Regions from separate parts of the Scatophagus argus genome. Here region 1 is linked to region 2. Evidence: chromatin contacts called from public Hi-C data. All regions are on one chromosome and are shown on one strand. Each heading gives the region's core, a stretch centred on a gene start, on an enhancer-like site or on the middle of the called end of the contact. The rest is flanking DNA. Distances are from core to core; before and after follow the strand shown. Region 1 holds the start of bcl6aa (BCL6A transcription repressor a). Region 2 holds the start of tprg1 (tumor protein p63-regulated gene 1 protein).

What was found. A called contact is a pair of places that touch in the nucleus more often than the background predicts.
Region 1: a contact with region 2 is called in a Hi-C map of muscle, with 4 times the contacts expected there. The contact joins the promoter of bcl6aa here to the promoter of tprg1 in region 2. A contact is called at or near these places in 2 of 2 Hi-C or Micro-C datasets (both in muscle).

The regions. Positions count from the first base shown.
Region 1 is chr6:21,408,971-21,413,692 of fScaArg1.pri, reverse strand. It overlaps bcl6aa (BCL6A transcription repressor a), which reads right to left and starts at 3,431. Exons shown (of 9, transcript XM_046392362.1): 1 at 3,344-3,431. The coding sequence starts at 3,428.
Region 2 is chr6:21,220,816-21,225,554 of fScaArg1.pri, reverse strand. tprg1 (tumor protein p63-regulated gene 1 protein) reads left to right here and starts at 1,946. Exons shown (of 6, transcript XM_046391791.1): 1 at 1,946-2,099; 2 at 2,341-2,577; 3 at 4,473-4,564. The coding sequence starts at 2,353.

The sequences.
Region 1 (4,722 bases), core at 2,182-4,681, 190 kb before region 2:
TTCATCAGTTAGGCTTATGAAAAGGAGCACACTGTCGCTCTGTCCAAACATCCCTCCGCATTAAATCTAACGGGGCAAAAGTTTAGCTTAGTTTAGCCTGTCTTTGCCTTCAGCACGGCGGAATCGGGTTTTCATGCACTTCACTAAGCTGATCGAACACGAAAACAGTTTCAGCAAGCAGCCCACTTACGACCGAGAGGGTTTTTTCTCGTCCCACAAATAACACATACATTCTGAATTTTAATTTCGAATGCAAAACGTCCCATGACCGAATCTTCAAATCAACCTGGTGCCTGTCATATAAATAAGTTAAAAAAAAAATAATAAGAAATAAATCCTGTGACAACGTGTTGTTGTGAAGCCCAGCAGCCCCATTCTCTTTTCTTTATAGTGCATTTCTAGGCCAATGACTTCCTGTGAGTGAAAACTAATATTTAAATAGTTTGAGGCAGAATTGGCTTCATAGTCTGCACGTTAAACGTAATGTCAAGGCTGAAGTCTGTGACTGGACACGTCCGAAAATAGAATAAGGACAGAACGTAGACTGATGTCCTCTGATCAAAAGGTAGTGAATATCGACTTCCAGACACTAAAGTGGTGACAAACATTGAGTCATGGTAAACACAGTTAAGTCTAATTTTCAGAAAATGCAATTTAAGCTGCATAACTTCCACCGATCTACTTTATCTCACTGCTACTAATTAAAACACAGATTTTGGTCAGCACAAAAAGTTGCTCCTCAGTAGATGTCTGATTTTTATTTGCATTTTCTTTTATTGGCTTAAATATGGTCTAATTTTAATGAGCATAAACACAGTCTAACCGAAACTCTCGGTCCGTGGACAGAAATGAGGCAACACTTTGCAGGAAAGCTGAAGCCAACTCTGTGCGCATCTCAGTTCAAGCTTTCAATTTGGTGTAGTTCTGAGGGCAAGCTTATCATGCAGCACGGTGTCACAGTGGAAACATAAGAGGCACATTGGTGCGAAGACGTGTCTTGTAGCCGTGGAAAAAAAAAAACACACGCACACACACACACACACACCCAATCAACACAAATGTTTCCGCTACAATGTTACGGTAAGAGAATGTCTTGTTCGGCGCAGCGTTTTGCGCTCCATTAGAGCAAATTACCGTCGGGGCGACCGCGGAGTAAAAATATCCAGAACCTGAAGCTGCCATGCTGCCCGCAAAGTTCTTGTGACAGCGCGCGAGTCGCCGCCACACTGTGTGTTGACACTTGAACGTAACATAATGACATTAAATCAGAGCGCATTTAAAGCCGAGGCTGCGCTCACACTGTTCACACAGCTAACTATTTCCACCCGTGAAATACTACAACCGCGACTCTGGATAACCTTTACACCGCTCAAAATCCTCATTTTTCCACGGTGTAGTTAGCTGACCCGAGCGCTATTACAGCTTTACAACATGACATGTCAGAGCGGTCTGGGAAGCTACAGCGGAGGCAGGCTGCTGTCTGTCCCACTGGTCCAAAGCGACCAGCCGCTACAGCGCAGCGCCGAGGCAGATGATCTGTCAAAGAGAGCGGCGCGCTGCCTGTCACTGCAGGAGCCACTTCAGAGTTTCGACTGTGCACCGTTCAAACTGCCAGCAGACACTCTCACACACAGCCCCGGCTTCACCAACACTTGACCGATACAGTTGGACAAATAGCTATGTCTAAAACATCAGCAATACACAGTACATAATAACTTCGCGCCAAATTAGAGGAAAAAAGGAATTTAAAAAATCACCTGGTAGCGCTTTCCTAGAAACTTCTTGCATCACCACTTCTAAGAACCCCAGTTCTAAGAATCAAGCGAGCTCAATTCTCGGAATTTGAGCCTGAGACCGTACCATTTTCTCGGGGCAGGGGAGAGACGTTTTTTTCTAATGGGGTGAAAACAACTTGCTTTCAAATCGGTTATTCTAACACGCATTGCCCACTGACGTTTTTACATTAAGTGCTACATAATTCTACTGTTTAAATTACTATAATAAGAAGTATTATTTTGTAAAATAATGCTGGAAATTGTTTCATACTTATGTCATCCCCCCTGCTTTTGGTTGAATCCACAGTCACAGGACGTCGAGCCGGCGACGTCACCAGTTCCTTAAACCCTGCCCCCGAAATTCTCAGAACTAATTTATATTCTATGATTTAAGCAATGTATCGTTTCGTTGCCTTTCGTCGCATTGAACACACAGACCTTACATGTGCAGCATACAGACCGACATCTTAATTAGGCCATCGCGGACGGGTCGATGTGACAGGCTCGCCTTTCTTCTTATCCAGAATTCATTTTTAGGCAGATTTCCTGCAGGTATGCTGACTTCATAGATGAAGAACGCTGCGAATCACCACCGGGGGTTTGTTGAAAAAGGAAAGCTTTAATACATTTATTTTTCATGAGTCTGTGGGAAGTCAGTTGAGCGTGTGCCATGTGGATGTGATTGTTAAGCGGTTTGGTTTGCATGGTCGAAATGACGCTTGTTAGGCAGAAGGTTTTTTTTTTTTTTTTTTAATTCTTCTCTGCGAATGTAAGCTTTAATGCATACGCTTTATAGACGTTGATGTGCCAAAAGACAGCGGATCAGTCGAAGGCTTGGGTTAACTGTAGATGCGCTCTTCTGTAAATGAACTTCATGATTACATCGAAAACTTGTTGCATGATTGCGAGCGGATCACCAATCTAAAAACATGAGCTCAGAAGTTCGAATACATGCATGCAATCAAATCTTGGTTATAAACTCAAGCAGACGGGTTTGATGTTTGGAGTATGTCTGTGAGACCTATTGTACACATTGTGATATTTAACCTCAAGCTCAGGTCTCTGTATATCTGGTGCTATATACCTTATTATACACCTGGCGTGGATAACTTATTATTCATTTACTATTGCTTGGCTGAGATTGAAATTGTCCATATCAGGTTGTGTGTGCACTTACAACAAACACAATGCTAATTTGATTCCTGGAAAATTAATTGAATGCCTTGCTGCATTTCCCCCCCTTACTATTTAATTTAAGGCACGTGTACTCCCTGTTGCATCATGTCACAGTTGTGCAAGAATAAATGGAGTCTTTTTTCAGTTAACAGTTTACGCGTGTTGTGTTCTTTTAGTTTGAACCCACTTAGACCTTTGTTTAAACCGATGGCATTGAAGAAAAGTTGAAATGTGTAGTTCCTGCATGGAGAGGAGAACTGGTGTGAATTCACATACCTCTTATCAGTTAATAGATGGTTTACGGTGCCTGGTTTGAGAACGTCTGTGACAACATCTGAAAAGTTCTATTAATTTCATGAGTTGTGGGCAAGCATTTACTGTCAGTGACTCACCTGGGAAAGTTTGTCTGTGGTGATTCCAAACCACGGATTCCCCGTCTTTTCTCATCCCGTGCACTCCTTGACACAGAAGGAGCATTTGCTGAGCTGATAATGAATGACAAAGATAAGCAAATACAGTAAATTACAACATATAAGACTTCACTTTACAGCAGTCAAAGTGTCGATTCAGTTTAAGTCTCATTTTAAAATCTGAGGTAGTTTCAGTATTACTAAGTAACACACAGAATCTCTAGTTAGATTTAAATACTCTGCTGGTACTGTATGAGTTAAATATTGTGAGAATAAGTTGATATTCAAATCATTGTAAAGATGAGTGGGCAAACAAAGACTGAAGCGTGAACTGTATTCCAGTCAGTGTTATTAATGTTAATTCAAAGTCAGCGCAGCACACGTGTTTACATGCTCGATTGCACAGGCTTGTCATCTGTATTCTATTTTAATTTGGAAAACCATTCACATTTGGACTTTAAAGACCCTACTCCTCCACATCTACTGATAATTCTATATTTTATGAAATCCTTGAGGAACATCTTGTAAATTTCTTATGATCTAATACTTTGCTTTGACGATGATGAAAATGAACAGAGAAGTGTAAAAAGCATTTTTTTAAAAATTTTCATGGAAAATAATTACATCAATAACATCTTTAATCAAGATGACAGATTTAAAAATGTACATTTAAAAAATATAATGTACAAGCTAACGTTTAAATGAGGTATAATCGACATCAGCCCGTTACCTTTGTCATTCAGTGTACAACAGACTATGCTCTGAGCATCCAGAGGAATCAGATGCGGCGCCTTTCTTTTCTTTGTTTAACCATTTATGTGACGACACACTTCACTGTAATGTAAGCGACTTTTCCCTGTGGATTGCCTCACATCCGCCCATCTGGATCCGGCATCCCACTAAAAACACTCCAGGTGTTCACAAGCCATTGGGGAAAAAAGTCTCCAAAATAATTAAGACACACGCTTTTACAGCAATCTCCGATTCAGCACCGCCAAATAAAGACTATCTTGAGCTCCAAACAAAGAGCAGCGTCAACTTTATTTCAATCCACTTGGGGGATGTTTAAGGCGCTCCAGCACACTTATGCATAATGCACGGCCATAAACCATCCAGGAGTTAGGAGGGAGATGTGTAATTTACCAAGGCCCCATGCTGTGCCCGGCTATAGAAGGATGAGATAATTACTGCAAATCCTTGGCAAACTCTTACTCAACCAATTCCTAGCAAAAATAAATGACCCACTTACACAGGACAGAGAAAGTGCAGGGTAGCTGATCTGTGCCCCCCCTATTTAAATGGATAGGAAGGACACGCAAGGCACATGGTCACATTACGACCAGCATATCGGTTAATCCTTG
Region 2 (4,739 bases), core at 697-3,196:
CTCTATTTGAGCAGAAGAAACATTCTGAAAATGCATTATTAACCCATCGATGAAGAAGAGAAGCTCTGGATTAATTAGAAGTAATTACTTGACTGCAAACCAAAATAAAACCTAAATGGAATGTGGACTGAAAGCTGCTGGCCATTTACACAGAAGTAAAAAGCACGAAAATCTCAGCCTGTAGTCTGTGGGAGTAGCTAAAAAACTGTGCAAAAAGAACAACTTTAAAAATCTATCTACATTTCTTTGACGGCTGCAGATTACAACTGGATTGGTTTTGAACTTCCAACAAGGTGCTGGAAGAGATCCCTGATAGAGTTACGACTGGGAATGAGTGGTCTTATGGTATGTCAGAAAACATCAGCTTACATGCAGGCTGATGGTTCAGTGGTGATGCTATTCAAAGATTTGTGATAGGAGTAGTCTTATTGTCATTCAGTGTTCTTGTTCATCCCTCATTTCCTTGATTGTGTTATTGTCCCGTTGAATCGTGAATACCATTCACTGGTATTTTAGGAAAAGGTGTCAAGACAGGAACATAAGCTTGGGAGAGAAAATCAAAGCGAAATGATTCTTCCATAAACAGCATGAATAGTGTGTTGCACAAACAATCAGCAGCCGCGTGTCAGGTATGTGTTCTTTATATTACTACATAAGTTATTATATATATCATATTCATATTCATATCAGCCTAGACCCTTTAGTTATAGAACAGCAATTGAAATAAGCGGAACCCATTGATTAAATTAATGATCTGATATCTTTTATTTTATTTTTTATCCCTTGACAAAACGATCTACAAAAAACTATAGACAAAACAACGTGCAAAATTTTGATGTTATACAGATGTTTTTGTAGTGTGTGATGCGGTTCCCATTCATCATGACATATGACATGTTGGCTGTTCCTGCGTTGTCCTGGGACATTTATACAAAGTAAATGACTACAGTGTCAGAGTCACAAACAGACATGATTTGTATGAGAAGAGTGATCCTGTAATTAAGATCATCATCAGAAATGGCTGAGCTGGAGGAGGTACAACTCAGCCTTCTCATGAGAACGCACACAGCAGTATAACCAGTTTTCGTTTGTAGCCTTGCATAGACTCACCTCCACAGTGCTACTTTTTGCCCTGAACATGCAACATTTCCCAGAGCCGGTCTGGCGATGAGTGCTCTGTCACTATACAACCCAGATGCATCCTGTCAGTATGGACTGTTTCAAGAGTCATTCAGGCCTGATTGTTCCTCAACATGAACACTTTTAGTCTTAGTGTATTTATAACCTGGAGGGGTTGTTTTTCAAAGTGGATCCTTCCAGTGTGGTTCCTGTAAAAAATAAAAACAGGTTAAAACTGCATGGTTTGTGGGAAATAGTCACTGACTTTGTCTTCTTTTAGTTTCTTCTCACGCTTCTTTTTCGTAAATCACTACAAAACTATGCTCAACAAATGTTTTTTTTTAAAAAATAATGAAACCTGGGGGAAAAATGGCTCTTGGTTGATTTAGCTGCCTTACAATTTCAACCGTTCATCATTCAGAAAACTGCAGGCAAGCAATCATCAACTGGAATGTAAATCTCAAAGCACCCGTTTAATCCTCAGAATCTCATTCACACCGTTTTTATACCAGCAAAAAGCACAACAGACATTGCAAAAGACATGGCAAAAGGTATGTGGAAATCCCCAGCTATATAGTAGAAAGAAAGAAAGAAAGAAAGAAAGAAAACAGAGACACCTCTCCCTCCTTGGGAATGTTCATGGCCTTCTAATAAGCAGCTATGAACTCTGGAGCGACTAAATGCGCTTCCACACAGTGAAAAAGACAGCGACATGAGTTCTGTGTACATGAATGGGCGGACGGAGTGACTTTGCCCAAACTTATCTTAAAGCACCGTGTGGTTTATGGTTTGTGTCTTTGAATGTCAGCTCGGCCCAACGCAAAGGCCTGTGCGCTTCTCTGACTCAACCTGCTCTGCCGCTGCTGCAGTCTACGCCCATTAAAACACATGTAGGACGCGGAACAAGGAAGTGATGCACCTGTTACCTCCGCCTCTTTAACTGCGTTTCAGCTTTTTTTCTGCGACCCCAATATTTTGTGGTATGTAAATTCTTTATTTAGTAATGAGTTTTTGATATCATTTTGAAATATTGATCGAAGGTTGTTATGTAGATATTTGTGGAGCGACTTCAGTTTAGAGGGGTGGCTGAAGACAGATTGTCCTTCCTTGTTTTCTTCAAAATGTAATCTGATAAAAATCTGATAGAAGTGATAATTAATTATTAATTTATAAATATATCACAGTTCGCGATGTTTTGTTTTAAAAAAAAAAAATGTATAGTTAAGCCCCATCATGGCAGATGTTGAGGAGGAAGGAGTGCAAAGTGAGGAGCAGCAGCAGCAGCATCAGATCAGCTCCTCTCCCGGCAGCCCCGAGGCCGCACTGCCCGCTGCCCGCACAGAGGACACTGAGGAGCGGGCAACGCAGGATGCAGCGGCCCCCACCCAGCACACTCCCATCTCTGCTGTGGAGACATCTCTGCTCCAGTTTAAAGTCAGGAGGTTCTTCGTGTTGAGGGTAAAAACTTTCACTTTTGTGTGCTGTCAAGATTTGTTAGTGAAACAAAACACTTCCGCCGTCTCGATGTCACATCACGTTGCAGCTTGTTCCTTACAAACTGAAGAAGTGCCCGCCTGCTTAAGCTAGGTACAAGTTCCAGTTACTTTTGCTTAAAAGTTACTTAAATACTATGGGTTTTGGCACCTCTACTCAATCATACTTCACACGCAATTCCTCTTACATTTAGTTGACAGCAGTAGGCCTCGCTTTTTAGTAGTTTTTCATTTCCGTTAATGTCATTTGTAAGGCACCATGTACCACATTAAATATAAACGTTAGCATTTGATGTGTTGTGCCAGAGTTAGCATCATGCAGTTTGTCACAATATATAGCTGCTAATAACGTTGAAAATGTTTCATTAAAAATATTTGATTACTACATGACACCTGATACATTTACAGATTAAGCCTAAACAATGTGTGAAGCTGTTAAATCATCCTGCTTACAGAAAAATATATGATCTAGAATCCTGATATAAAAAAATAAATCAGCAAATCATTTTAGTAAAATTTTTCAGCCAAGTATTTTAGCATGTTGCTAATTTGTTGTGCTATTCTTCCTCCACCACAGTGTAAAATACTAAACATGTCATTTTATAAAATACTTGTGATCAATGCATAATTTTCCAGGGGGCTAAAATGTAAAAGGAGGTTGTTGTGAGAGTTTATCAGACCATTTCATTTAGCTAATATATTACCTGCTATTAGTTTTTTGCAGATATATGCGTTTACTGCCAGTAAGTAATGAGAAATTGCATTACAGAAATACTCAAGATATGATTGAGGTCTTTTAAAAGAAGTATTGTAATGTAGTTTGTCCAAAAGAGAGGACTTTCAGTTTCCTCTGCTGGGTCAGAACCAGGCTCGGGTCCCTTTCAGATATATATAGATAGACATATACACTGCAACCAGGCTGAACATTTCTACACATGACCCAGAGGAGCTCTACGTGCAAACGCAAATATCTCCTTCATTTGGCCTGGATGTTAAACAGACTTTACCCTACCAGCTTCATGGTACAAAGTCTGTGTATGTCTTTTAAGTCCATTTGTGAAGTGAGCAGGTCATTGTCTGGAGAATTGTCTTTGCGCTTGTGGAAGAGTTGATGACGTTGTACGAGTGTCGCCACTTTGTGCTGTTTTCTGCTTATCTGTACATCGTATATTGCTTGTCCACTCCTTCTTCGTTGATATTATTGATACGTACATATCAAAACCAGTCATCATTATGGATGAGTCCTTGGCCTCCATGCTCTACTGAGGCACCACCCAAACCAAACAGAGTATTTCCAGTAGGTGAGAACACGTCAGACACGGACAATCTGCTGTCATGTGCGATATGAAAGGGCAACTCTGGACAAGGTCCAGACCTTAAGTCCATAAAAGAAAATGGCTTCAGATTACAGTAAGACTGTCAGGAGACCTCAGTATGAACTCCTAATCTTTTTAAGTCCTCCCCTACTTGGCGTTGAAATAATCAAACGCAAAATGCAAGGATAGAATTGCATGTCATAAATATGACACACAGTGTGGATTGTATTGAAAAACAGAAATGCTCAATCTGGATATGTACTGTATTCTGCAGTGTTCTCTTTGCTCTTCTAATACCTGAGTTACTCAGATTTAAGCTGAATGCTCAGCCTTCCTCATTCTGCAGTCATTTTCATATGCCGAGGCTTCATGTTTTTGTTTATTGTTTGTTTGACACACACACACACATGCTGACATATTGTTGAAGTACCAGTCCCAGCTGCATAACTGCCTCAAAGATTACCCCTCAAGCTTTCTGTGCACACATTGTGATTGTCACAATGGAAAATTAGAAAGTGACACCCATGCATTTCTGTCTCCTCAGCCTGGCACTCTGAATCAGGCCATCAAAGACGTTGAAGCTCTGGTGGATAAAGAAGTAGATGGCAGCGTTCAGAGCATTTGGCTGATGGCAGAGTGAGTTCACAATACCGTGTGCTGTTACACCGTGTCATGTTCATGTTGTCATTTCACTGTAATGTCTGCTGAGTGAAAACCTTGTATCATTTTTGGTAACATTTTACTTAAACGTTTAGTTGGTTATAATGTGGTTGTGTTTAGAGATCAGCTATGGATATTTTTTTTTTAAATG